Linked DNA regions of Mus musculus: region 2 is linked to region 1. The links are chromatin contacts, called in public Hi-C maps. All regions are on one chromosome and are shown on one strand. The core of a region is the stretch at or near the end of the contact, and the rest is flanking DNA. Distances in the headings are between cores, read along the strand shown. Region 1 holds the start of Leo1 (Leo1, Paf1/RNA polymerase II complex component). Region 2 overlaps Myo5a (myosin VA).

What was found. A called contact is a pair of places that touch in the nucleus more often than the background predicts.
Region 2: a Hi-C map of the HPC-7 cell line shows a contact between it and region 1, with 2.7 times the contacts expected there. The contact joins the enhancer-like site here to the promoter of Leo1 in region 1. A contact is called at or near these places in 3 of 39 promoter capture datasets (the 3T3-L1 cell line, the C10 cell line and hippocampal neurons), 4 of 484 Hi-C or Micro-C datasets (the HPC-7 cell line, adipose-derived mesenchymal stem cells, cortical neurons and 1 more), 2 of 115 datasets of contacts at active chromatin or transcription factors (the SCID.adh cell line and bone marrow-derived macrophages) and 1 of 9 other capture datasets (pancreatic islet).

The regions. Positions count from the first base shown.
Region 1 is chr9:75,438,521-75,443,561 of GRCm38.p6, forward strand. Leo1 (Leo1, Paf1/RNA polymerase II complex component) reads left to right here and starts at 3,004. Exons shown (of 12, transcript NM_001039522.1): 1 at 3,004-3,115. The coding sequence starts at 3,058.
Region 2 is chr9:75,194,563-75,199,603 of GRCm38.p6, forward strand. It overlaps Myo5a (myosin VA), which reads left to right. Exons shown (of 41, transcript NM_010864.2): 32 at 1,564-1,638; 33 at 3,081-3,174. Among named protein-coding and RNA genes, the nearest start is that of Myo5c, 35 kb to the right of the region's middle. Within about 2 kb of position 2,014, at least 162 of the 459 cell types and tissues checked have an H3K27ac peak or open chromatin away from gene starts, as enhancers often do. A contact at or near this core is called in the HPC-7 cell line, adipose-derived mesenchymal stem cells, bone marrow-derived macrophages and 3 more, where this site is marked.

The DNA of each region.
Region 1 (5,041 bases), core at 1,754-4,253:
ATGCCATCTTAACTGTCTTGGAACTTGATCTGTAGACCAGGCTGTCCTTGAACTCACAGAGAGCCACCTGCCTCTGCCTGACAAGTGCTTGGTGTTTTTCGATACCATCTCTCTGTGTAGCCCCAGCTGTCCTGAAACTCACTCCATAGACCAGGCTGGCCTTGGACTCAGAGTTCTGCCTGCCTCTGCCTCACAAGTGCTTGGATTAAAGGCGCTCAGCTAACTTATTTCTTCCCATTTGCTCTCCTGAGAAGCCCAACATCATATTAAAAATTCAATGTGGATATGTATTTATTATGTTTTAAAAGTCAAACATCAAACCAGGTGAAGTGACTCTAATCCAGTCTTTTCACTTAAAGAGGTAGGAGGATCTTAGACGTTCAATAGGCTGGCTGGAGAGGTGGCTCAGCAGTTAAGAGCATTGACTGCTCTTCTGGAAGTCCTGAGTTCAAATCCCAGCAACCACATGGTGGCTCACAAACATCTGTAATGAGATCTGATGCCCCCTTCTGGTGTGTCTGAAGACAGTTACAGTGTACTTACATATAATAAATAAATCTTTAAAAAAAAAAAGTTCAATAGGCCAGCTTCAGCCACAAAAAGAATTTGAAGCCAGTCTGGGCTACATGAGATCCTGTCTCTAAAGTGAAATAAAATAAGTTAAATGTGAAACACTTATGGTCCCAGCACTCAGAGCCATTTCTGAAACCCCACACCCCTAACACAAATCTAAAACTGCTGATGAATTTTAAGTGATTATTTACATTATGGCCAAGCAGATCATATTGGGTAGGCTATCAACAGCCACAGTCTATTTCCTCCCATTTTTCACACATAAAAAACAGTAATATAGTAGAATATATCTTCTAGCAGTGGTTCTCAACCTCCCTAATGCTTTGACCCTCTAATATAGTTCCTCATGTGTGGTGGCCCCCAACCATAAAATTATTTTGGTTGCTACTTCATAACTTTTTCTTGCTACTATTGTGACTCATAAATATTTTTGGAGAGAAAGATTTGTCAAGGAAGTTGCAACCCACATGTTGAGAACCATATCCATCTTATAGGTATGTTGATCTATAATCCCTTATCTATAATTCTAAAACCAAAAAAGCTTAGAGATAGGCTGGAGAGATGGCTCAGTAGTTAAGAACACTGACTGCTCTTCCAGAGGTCCTGAGTTCAAATCCCAGCATGATACAGTGGCTCACAACCACCTGTAATGAGATCTGACACCCTCTTCTGGTGTGTCTGAAGACAGCTACAGTGTGTGGGACTGGAGCAAGTGGGGAAGGAGCAAGCAGAGGTCCTGATTTCAATTCCCAGCAACCCCATGATGACTCACAACCATCTGTACAGCTACAGTGTACTCATATACATAAAATAAATAATCTTTTTAAAAAAAGCTTAGAAATGGAGACTTGGAGAGATGGCTCTGTGGTTATGAACACTGGCTGGGTTGCACTGGTTGCTCTTCCAGAGGACCCAGGTTTGATTCATAGCACTCACATGGAAGGTAACAGCTGTCTCTAACTCCAGTCCCAGGTAATGTGATTGATGCCCCTTTCTGACATCTTCAGGTACCAGGTATGCATGTGGTGCACAGATATGTATGCAAAGTAAAGCACCCATGCACATTTAAAGAAATAAAATTAAAAATAAATTTATTTTAATAAATGTAATTTAAAGAAGAGATCAGAAATGAGCAAATACTGCCAGAAACTAACCTAATACTACTGAAAGCTTCATCCTTAGTAATCCAGGCTGTCTTTGTGGCCCCAGCTGGCCTCAAATTCTCAGTTGTCTTCCTGCCTCAGCCTCCCATATTGGGATTTCTAGTCCTAAATCTTTTATTTTTCCCCAGTGCAGATTGAATTTGAACCCTCACTCATAATAGGCAAGCTCTGTACAGAGCTACTTTCCATGTGCCTAGAGGCCAAAGGCCGATTTCCAGTGTATTCTTGAAATGCTCTTCACCCCACCAGGCAGCACCTTACTTTTTTTTATTTTTTTTCCCCCAGACAGAATCTCTATGTATAGCCCTGGCTGTCCTGCTGTCCTGGAACTCGCTATGTAGACCAGGCTGGCCTAGACACCACCATCCAGCATCTGTATTTTAAGACAAGGTCCTTTATTGGACCTGAGAGCTGGGATTACAGATGTTGGAAGCCGTGCCTGAGTTTAAGTAGGTGCTGGATTTTCGGAAAACAGATCTTTAGTCTTTAAGGGCAAGTCATTTACCGACAAGCGATCTCACCAGGTCTTTTTTTTTTTTTTTTTTTTTTTTTTTAAAGATTTATTTATTTATTGTATGTAAGTACACTGTAGCTGTCTTCAGACACTCCAGAAGAGGGAGTCAGATCTCATTACAGATGGTTGTTAGCCACCATGTGGTTGCTGGGATTTGAACTCCAGACCTTTGGAAGAGCAGTCGGGTGCTCTTACCCACTGAGCCATCTCACCAGCCCTTTTTTTTTTTTTTTTTTTAAGGGTGGGGGTTCTCAAGGATCCCACGCTGCTCTTGAAGTTGCTATGCAGTTGATGATGAATTTGGGTTTCTGACCCTTTGCTTCTAGAGTGCTGGATTACAGGCGTGCACCACTAACTACTCCAGGCTAGAGCTCTCAATGACTTATTTCTTATTCTTCTGCCACAGGATCTACGTATGTAGACATATGCTGGCTGGCTGGCTGGAACTCGCTTTGTAGACGAACCTGGCCTGGTATTCACAGAGATCTGCCTCCCCAGAGCAGAGCGACCACACCCACCCTCAACTATTTTTAAGAAACCTGGCCGCAGCTGACAGGTCGTAAACAAGTCTGACCCGCATCCCAAGCTCCGCACAGCGTGCGAGCGGGCTAACGGAGTAGCGGGCGAGCGCAGACACCGGGGCGGGGGTGGAGGGGGTGGGGGCGGAGCCAGCCGAGTGCTGGAGAAAACTAGGTCACAAAAGTAAAGTAGGTCTTTGTGCGGCTCTTTACGACACGTCGTGTTTGGACGGGTCTGGCCGTAAAGCAGGCTCGAGCCGAGCAAGCCAAGGCCGCGGACCAAGCTGCTATGGCGGACATGGAGGACCTCTTCGGGAGCGAAGCTGAGAGCGAGGCCGAGCGCAAAGGTGCGGCGGACGGGCGGGCGGGCGGGCGGGCGAGCTCCGCGGATGGGCACATGGGGCGTCGGGTTGCTTTTCGGCCGGAGGCGCGGCGCCGGGCAACGCGAAGTCCCCAAGCTCTTGCCCAGCGCCCCCTGCATGCCCGGCGGTGCCCGCCTCTCCCGGGGAGACCGCCGCGGAGTCAGTGCCTGGAGGATCAGGGACCGGCCTGGACTCCTGGGGGAGCAGAAGGGAGGACGTGTGGCCTGCGCCCCTCCGTGCATACATGGCCAATTGAAAGGGTGGCTGGCAGTGAATGAGTGGAGACATGTTCAACTGCCCATCGGGCGCGGTAACGCCCCGTGTGAAAGGGCGAGTTGATGGGAGAGTGTAGATGCCCCTGAAGGGTCTGGGAGGGATCAGGTTGGAGTTCTACAGAAGGACTACGCACTGGCGATGGGTGCCCTTGGAGAGCCTGTGCGGAAAGCCAGTTTCCTTGTCTGTGATGTAAGAATGGGGAAACTTGTGGAGTGTTTGGAGAGGAGTGACAGGATTTGGTGATGAATGAATGAATGATGGTTCATGGGGGGCATTTCTGGCACAGGTCTACGAATATCTGAATTTGAGATGTGAATAGAAGAATGAGGAAAGATCCGAGATGAACTTCAGAATTCTTGCAGCCCCCCCAGGCCCAAATTAACTTCTATACATGTCATTTTCCTTGCCCCTCCCCCCATTCGTCACCAACTCCAGTTTGTATGTAATTACTCCAGTTGTGGAGGGAGCACTAAGTAAAAGTACAGAGAACTAAACTCTTCCTGTGCCCGGCTTTGCTCATAGTTTATTCTCTGTGTCTTCGAGGCACAATTCTGTGTACACCTTCCCATGTTTTCCATGAAGCGTTTCATTCATTCAGTAAACAAGGATCCCTATCATCTCCTGGCCACCTTGCTAGGGGTTGGGAATGTAATCATGAGAAGACAGGTTCCCGCTCCCCAGCTTAGTGCTTAACGCTTAGTGCTTTTTTGCATCCACTGGTGAAAGCGTCGTTTAGTAAGATGTACCTGTAGTGCTTTCTCATAGCCACCCATAGCTTAGGGAAGTGGAGTGTACAGATGATTGCAGTTCTACGCTTTCTTCCCCTCCCCTTTCTTCCCTTTTAAAAACTTCTTTTAAGGTCATGGCAGTTTTCTTCCATTTTACCATTGAGTTAGTGGACTCTCCAAGACTGACTTTCAGGGTCTGGTGTCCTGTCTTTGACAACTGCTCTTAGTCTTGAAGTTGCTACGGATGTGACAGGGTAGAACTTGGTAGGTCTGCCTGATTGTCTGCTTACCTGCCTGCGTGCCTCCTTCCCTTTCTTTCCCCCTCTTTCTTCTACTGGATCTGCTGTGTATGTTGCCTTTGTTGGCTTTATACTCCCGATTCCACTTCCTCAGTGAGTGCTGGTCTTAGTTAGATGTGTACCTCCACTTCCAGCTAGTACTACTACGTCCTATTTTCTATTTCTGCTATACGTTGATCTTGTGACTTGATGCTATCCTGATGCTGATATGTTTTCTGTCATTGTTTTTGTGGCTCCTTTAGGGTTTTCTACATGTGAAACCATGCCATGGTGATTAGAGATAGTTGTACTGTTTCTTTCTCTTGCCTATTTATTTACCTTGCTATGGCTGGTACTCTCTTTATGATGTCGAATGGGACTTGCAGAAGTAGATATTGTTCTTGACCTCAGAAGGAGTATGTCTAGGTTTCTAGCATTGTTTATGGTTTATAATCATCGACTCTGTAAGGTCTATAATGTCATCCCCACTTGCATTCTTGACTTTAGTAATTTGAGTCTTGCTTTTTTTTTTCTTGTACAGTCTGCCTAATGGTTTAATTTTGTTAATGTTTTTAAAGAATGAACTGTTAGCCAGGCATGATGGTACATCTCTGTAATCCTAAAACTCA
Region 2 (5,041 bases), core at 764-3,263, 240 kb before region 1:
GACTAGAATTGAACTTGGCACATTCTCTCGTTTTAAGCAGAGCCTGTATGGTAAAGAGGAAGGTGATTTTGCTGTTCCCCTTCCAGATTCTGAATGCTCACACAGACTCTCTAAGACCTTCTTTTTTCTTATTCCTTCCATTTTTTTTAACCAAAATAAAATATCTTCTATATTTTTCTTTATCACATTTACATCTATGTAAATTTTACAGATATACTTATTGCATAAAAGTCAGTTAAAGATTATAATTATTCATTTTTGCATAAAATCTGTTCTCTAGTGACAGATGAAAAAGTAATACCTTTTAAGATCCACAGTAAGACGTGTCTGAATTTCTCTGAAGGTCTAATTCCATTAGTGATAACTGAGAGTACAGATAGTTCTCTACCACCATATGTTCACCCATATTTTACCTAGATTGGAAAAAGTGTTTTCTTTCCAGTCTACTGTGTGTATGAAGCTCCGTGGTAGGAGTTGGGGAGGAGCAAGGACGGTGCCTGTGCTCTTTCAGAGCAACTGCACCTTGATAGGGACGGCTTCTGAGTCAGAAAATGTTCTTCAAAAGTTATGTTTTACTCTCTTTGCTGATATGACTAACAATGCTGTTGATGATTAATTGATAAATATGTGGAATAATACTGACTGATCAGTGTACAGATTCTTTGCTTCTGAGTGATTGCCTTAAAATGCTGACAGTGTGTGAAATGGGTTTGTTTCTGGGTGGCAGATTCTAAATTTGTTCACTAAGTTAATCAAGTGTTGCTCACCCTTATAACTCTTCTGTACTATCAGTATTTTGTATCTAACTCAGAAATGAACAAACCTTACACTCAAAATAGAAGTCTCTGGTTAGTTTGTTTTAGGCTATCCTTTGCAGATCATCTGCTTGTGCCATTCGTTACACTGACTGCTAATTTGAAGAATATTATCAAAGTCAAGTGTATGAAAGGATATTCTTTCTCAGTTTTAATTACACATTTGTTAGGATTCACTTGAGCAGAATATTAAGGTAAGCACGTCTGGGCTTAGTGCTTCTGAAGTTTTGCTGCACATGAACACACACGCACACACACTGAACACACACCAGCACACATAGGAATGGCTTTCTTACTCCTCAGGTGCACAGGCTTCACAGGTCTCCCCATGCTGCCTCTCACCAGCTCCACAAGTTGCAAACAGGACCGGGGTGCTAGCAGTGCTCCTTCCTGCCTTTTTATGTCATTGCCTTCCTTGCCCTTGCTGCTCTGATAGTGACTGGACAAGCAGCAGCTTGAGAGAGTCACATGTGAGGGAGCAGTAAAATGCTGGGAACTGAAACGTCAGCCTTCTCTGGTCACTATGGTTCCCTGTTCTAGTGACAACATCCTGGCCATCACCTATTTCCACTGTTCATGTGAAATAGAGACTCATCTATACATGGTAATAGCAGGTGGCAAATTGGAACCTGTGAGTAGATATAGTTTCGTTACATGTGTTTTAAAGTATTTTTAAGTTAATTTTGCTGAGAGGTAGCACTTGCTCAAAGACACAAGAAACAAATATCCATTGTACCTGTTTTTTCAGTATTTTGAGGAATTATATGCAGATGACCCTAAGAAGTATCAATCCTATCGGATTTCACTTTACAAAAGGATGATTGTATGTAAAACACAGTGCTTTTCTGTTGTCCTCTGCTACTTCTAGCCTTCTCTAACTGAAGAGCACACTGCTGTCTGTCACTGCCCAGGAGGTCTCTTCAAAAATATTCACAAAATCTCTTCCCCCCACCCCCCACAGCTATCTTTAGCCAGCTATCTTTTGGTGTCCCGTGTCCACTGTGTTTGGTTTGTTGTTAACCCAAGGCTTACAGTGTGATGGAAGCAATTGATTTCAAAGATAGAGTCAAATTCAGGAAGCATAACCCAGCACTGGGAATGTGAGCAGCTGTTTCCTCAGAATCACTAGTCAGATGTCTGAGCCCAGTTCTGAGCAAGCTAGAGAATGAATCAGCATTATCAAATGCTGTTCTTCTCTAAGACTCAGTGGCAACCCCCAGCCAGCTCCACTGACTCATGTCTGACCTTTCGAAGCTTTCTTAGTCTGGTCATGCCCACTTCCCTCTTCCTGAGTATCTAACTGCCTGTCCTTGGAGAGAATTCTTTACTAAATAAAGCCAGTATCTTACCTTCCATTTAAAAACACAGGTTTTCTTTCTCTCTTTTTCACATTTTACATTAGGCACTCAAACTTCATTTTTTTTAAATATATATATTGTGCAAGATTTGTGGGTATCTTTTATTACCTGGCATTTGGGTCTTATGCCAGCAGAACCCCACTCCCACCCCGAGGCAAGCTTTCACTACAACCCAGGCGGGCCTTGAATTCTCTCTGACTTCCTGGTACTTGGGTTATAGTCATGTACCTTCATGCTATGTAGCAGAAAGTTCTTTATCCTTTTGTTGTTATTACTTTTTTGTTGTTTGATTTGGTTTTGTTTGGCTTGTTTTTTTAAGGCAGTCTCTATATGTAACTCTGGCTGGCCTTGAACTCACAGAGATCCACCCACTACTGCCTTCTGAGTACTTGAATTAATGGTGTATGCCAGAACACCTGGCTCAGCTTACTTTTAGTTTCCCCAACTTCTTCATGTTTCGTAGGCGTTAAGGCTGAGTTTAGAACAGGTAACGCATAGCTGTGCTTTACTCACGGAGGGTCAGTCTTTTCCTAAGTGCAGCTGTCCTCAGCTCTCACAGACCTTGTATGCACTCATCAGAGCTCATCTTTGCCCAGTCCCCCTCACAAGTGACAGTGAGTCTGAGATGTTTCCATAGGAGCCTGCTGGGAGGCTTCCATCACGCTGTAGGCTGTAGCTGTAAGGAGCTCACTGCAGTGTCAGCCTTGCCTTCACTCACCGCAGTGTCAAAGCCTTGCCATCACCGGAGCTGCACCTCCTTTGTCTGCCAGTTTGAGCCAGGCGGTGGCTCCACCTGCAGCTTTTATGTGAAACTAACAGTGTGTTGCTGTGATTCCATCTGTGCGCCCTTTGTGCCTGTGCTGAGCCTGTTCTCATCTTTCTGACATAATTCTCATTTTGATCCTAGGATCTGATGGAACAACTTGAAAAGCAGGATAAAACTGTCCGGAAACTGAAGAAACAACTGAAAGTCTTTGCCAAAAAAATTGGTGAACTAGAAGGTACTTAAACATTTTTTAACAGCATTTGTCAAATTTTATGTCCATTGCTAGTGACCTGGTAGAGAGTTACAGGTGAGTTTTTAGAGAAAATAATCAAAATTACTTTTGACAATCTTAACCTCTGCGGAATGAAAAATTCTTCTATGTATGGGAATAATTTTCCTAGTAACATAACAGTAAGTTACAAAGGGAGAAAATTCATTCAACAAACAGCTAACACATGCCAGAGTCTGCCCTAGTCAGTACAGCATGTGCTTAAGAGCAAGGATTCTAGAGCCAGCTTCTTGATTCAAGTCCTGTGCCTCTCTCCTACCTACTAGGCTCAGAATATGTGCGTGGTGCTGAGCCTCTCCATGCCTCAGTTTTCCCACATCCTCACTGGGAATGATAATGGTGCCTCTCAAACATGGTCTCTAAGAACTGAATGAGTTAATGTGGGCGGCACATCTGCAATAGCAACATACCTGCTACACACAATCTAATTGTTACCACTAGAGCTACAAAAGGGAATGTGGTAGAGTATCCTCAAAGAACTCACGACCTAATAAAAAAAAAGAAATTAATCAGGAAATATGAATTATAATTATAAAGAAACATGATTTTTAAAATCATTTCTATATAAAAAAGGTATGCTCCTTGAGAAAAAAATCCATGGAAGCATACTGCTGTTGTCCTGTGAGTTAGTCTGATCATCCAGCAAGTTTTATTGCGTGTGCCTAGGTGCTGGTGCAGTTGCAGGTGCTTGAGATCCAGCTGTGAGTGAGACCAAAGCAACCACTGAGTTCATTCCAGCCACCCTCTCACATCTCAAGGCACCTGAGGAACAGAACTTCAAAGATAAAATTCCCTTTAAGCCATTTTAACCACAAATGATGTGCTCATCCTGGCCATCTATCATATTCTCTACTTGTCATCTTTGTGACTCTCATGTGGCACAAAGGATAGAAAGAGCCCACCACTCCATCACACTGAGTCATAACTGTTCTTCCGTCTGTCTGGCAGTCCCAGTCAAGCCCTGCTCATTCTGTGGAACTAAAGGCACTTGTCACATCCTCAGAAGCATCCTGATCGCACCACCAACCTCAGGACCTGCTTTCTGTATTTGGTTCATACTTTCTATGGTTTTTCACTCTTAAATTTTTGGCAGTTTTTCTGTTTGAATTACTGGTTTCTATGCTTGACTAAGAGCTTTCTGGGCATGGAAATCACCTCTTATTTTTCACAGTTACAACAATGAACATAGTTTCTGACCTTTGATAACCCTTCTATTCTTGACTGAATAAATAAGTTTTAAAAATATTTAGAGCATATAGTGCCACAGATGTTAATGTCAAAGAGGTTATTACTCTCATTAATATGCAAATACTGAAATGTTTGTTTAGATATCAGAACAATTACTTTATAACCACATATTTTGTATAGACCATTAACATTACATTATTCATATATTACATTAAAACTTGTGAAACTCCAGGGGCTGGGGAGCTGCCTTGGTGTATAAAGCACTTGCTATAAAACTGTGAGGACTGGATCCCAAAATCCTGCATAAGCTGCTGTCAGGCATGACCACTGCCTGCAATCCTAGGTTTAAAGTGCCAGGGACAGGTGATTTCCCACAAACTGTCTAGCTGGACAAGCTGAAACAACAAGCTCTGTGTTCAGGGAGAGACTCTACCTCTCAACACATGAGGTAGAGATAAATGAAGAAAGATACCCAATATAACCTTGAGCCTTCACATACACACATGTGCATCGACCTACATGCTTACATGAACATGCATATATTCCATGCATACAAATACAAGAAGAAAAAGCTTCAAACCCCAGGTTTATATATATGAGCTATAATGTTTATCAGCAGTACTTA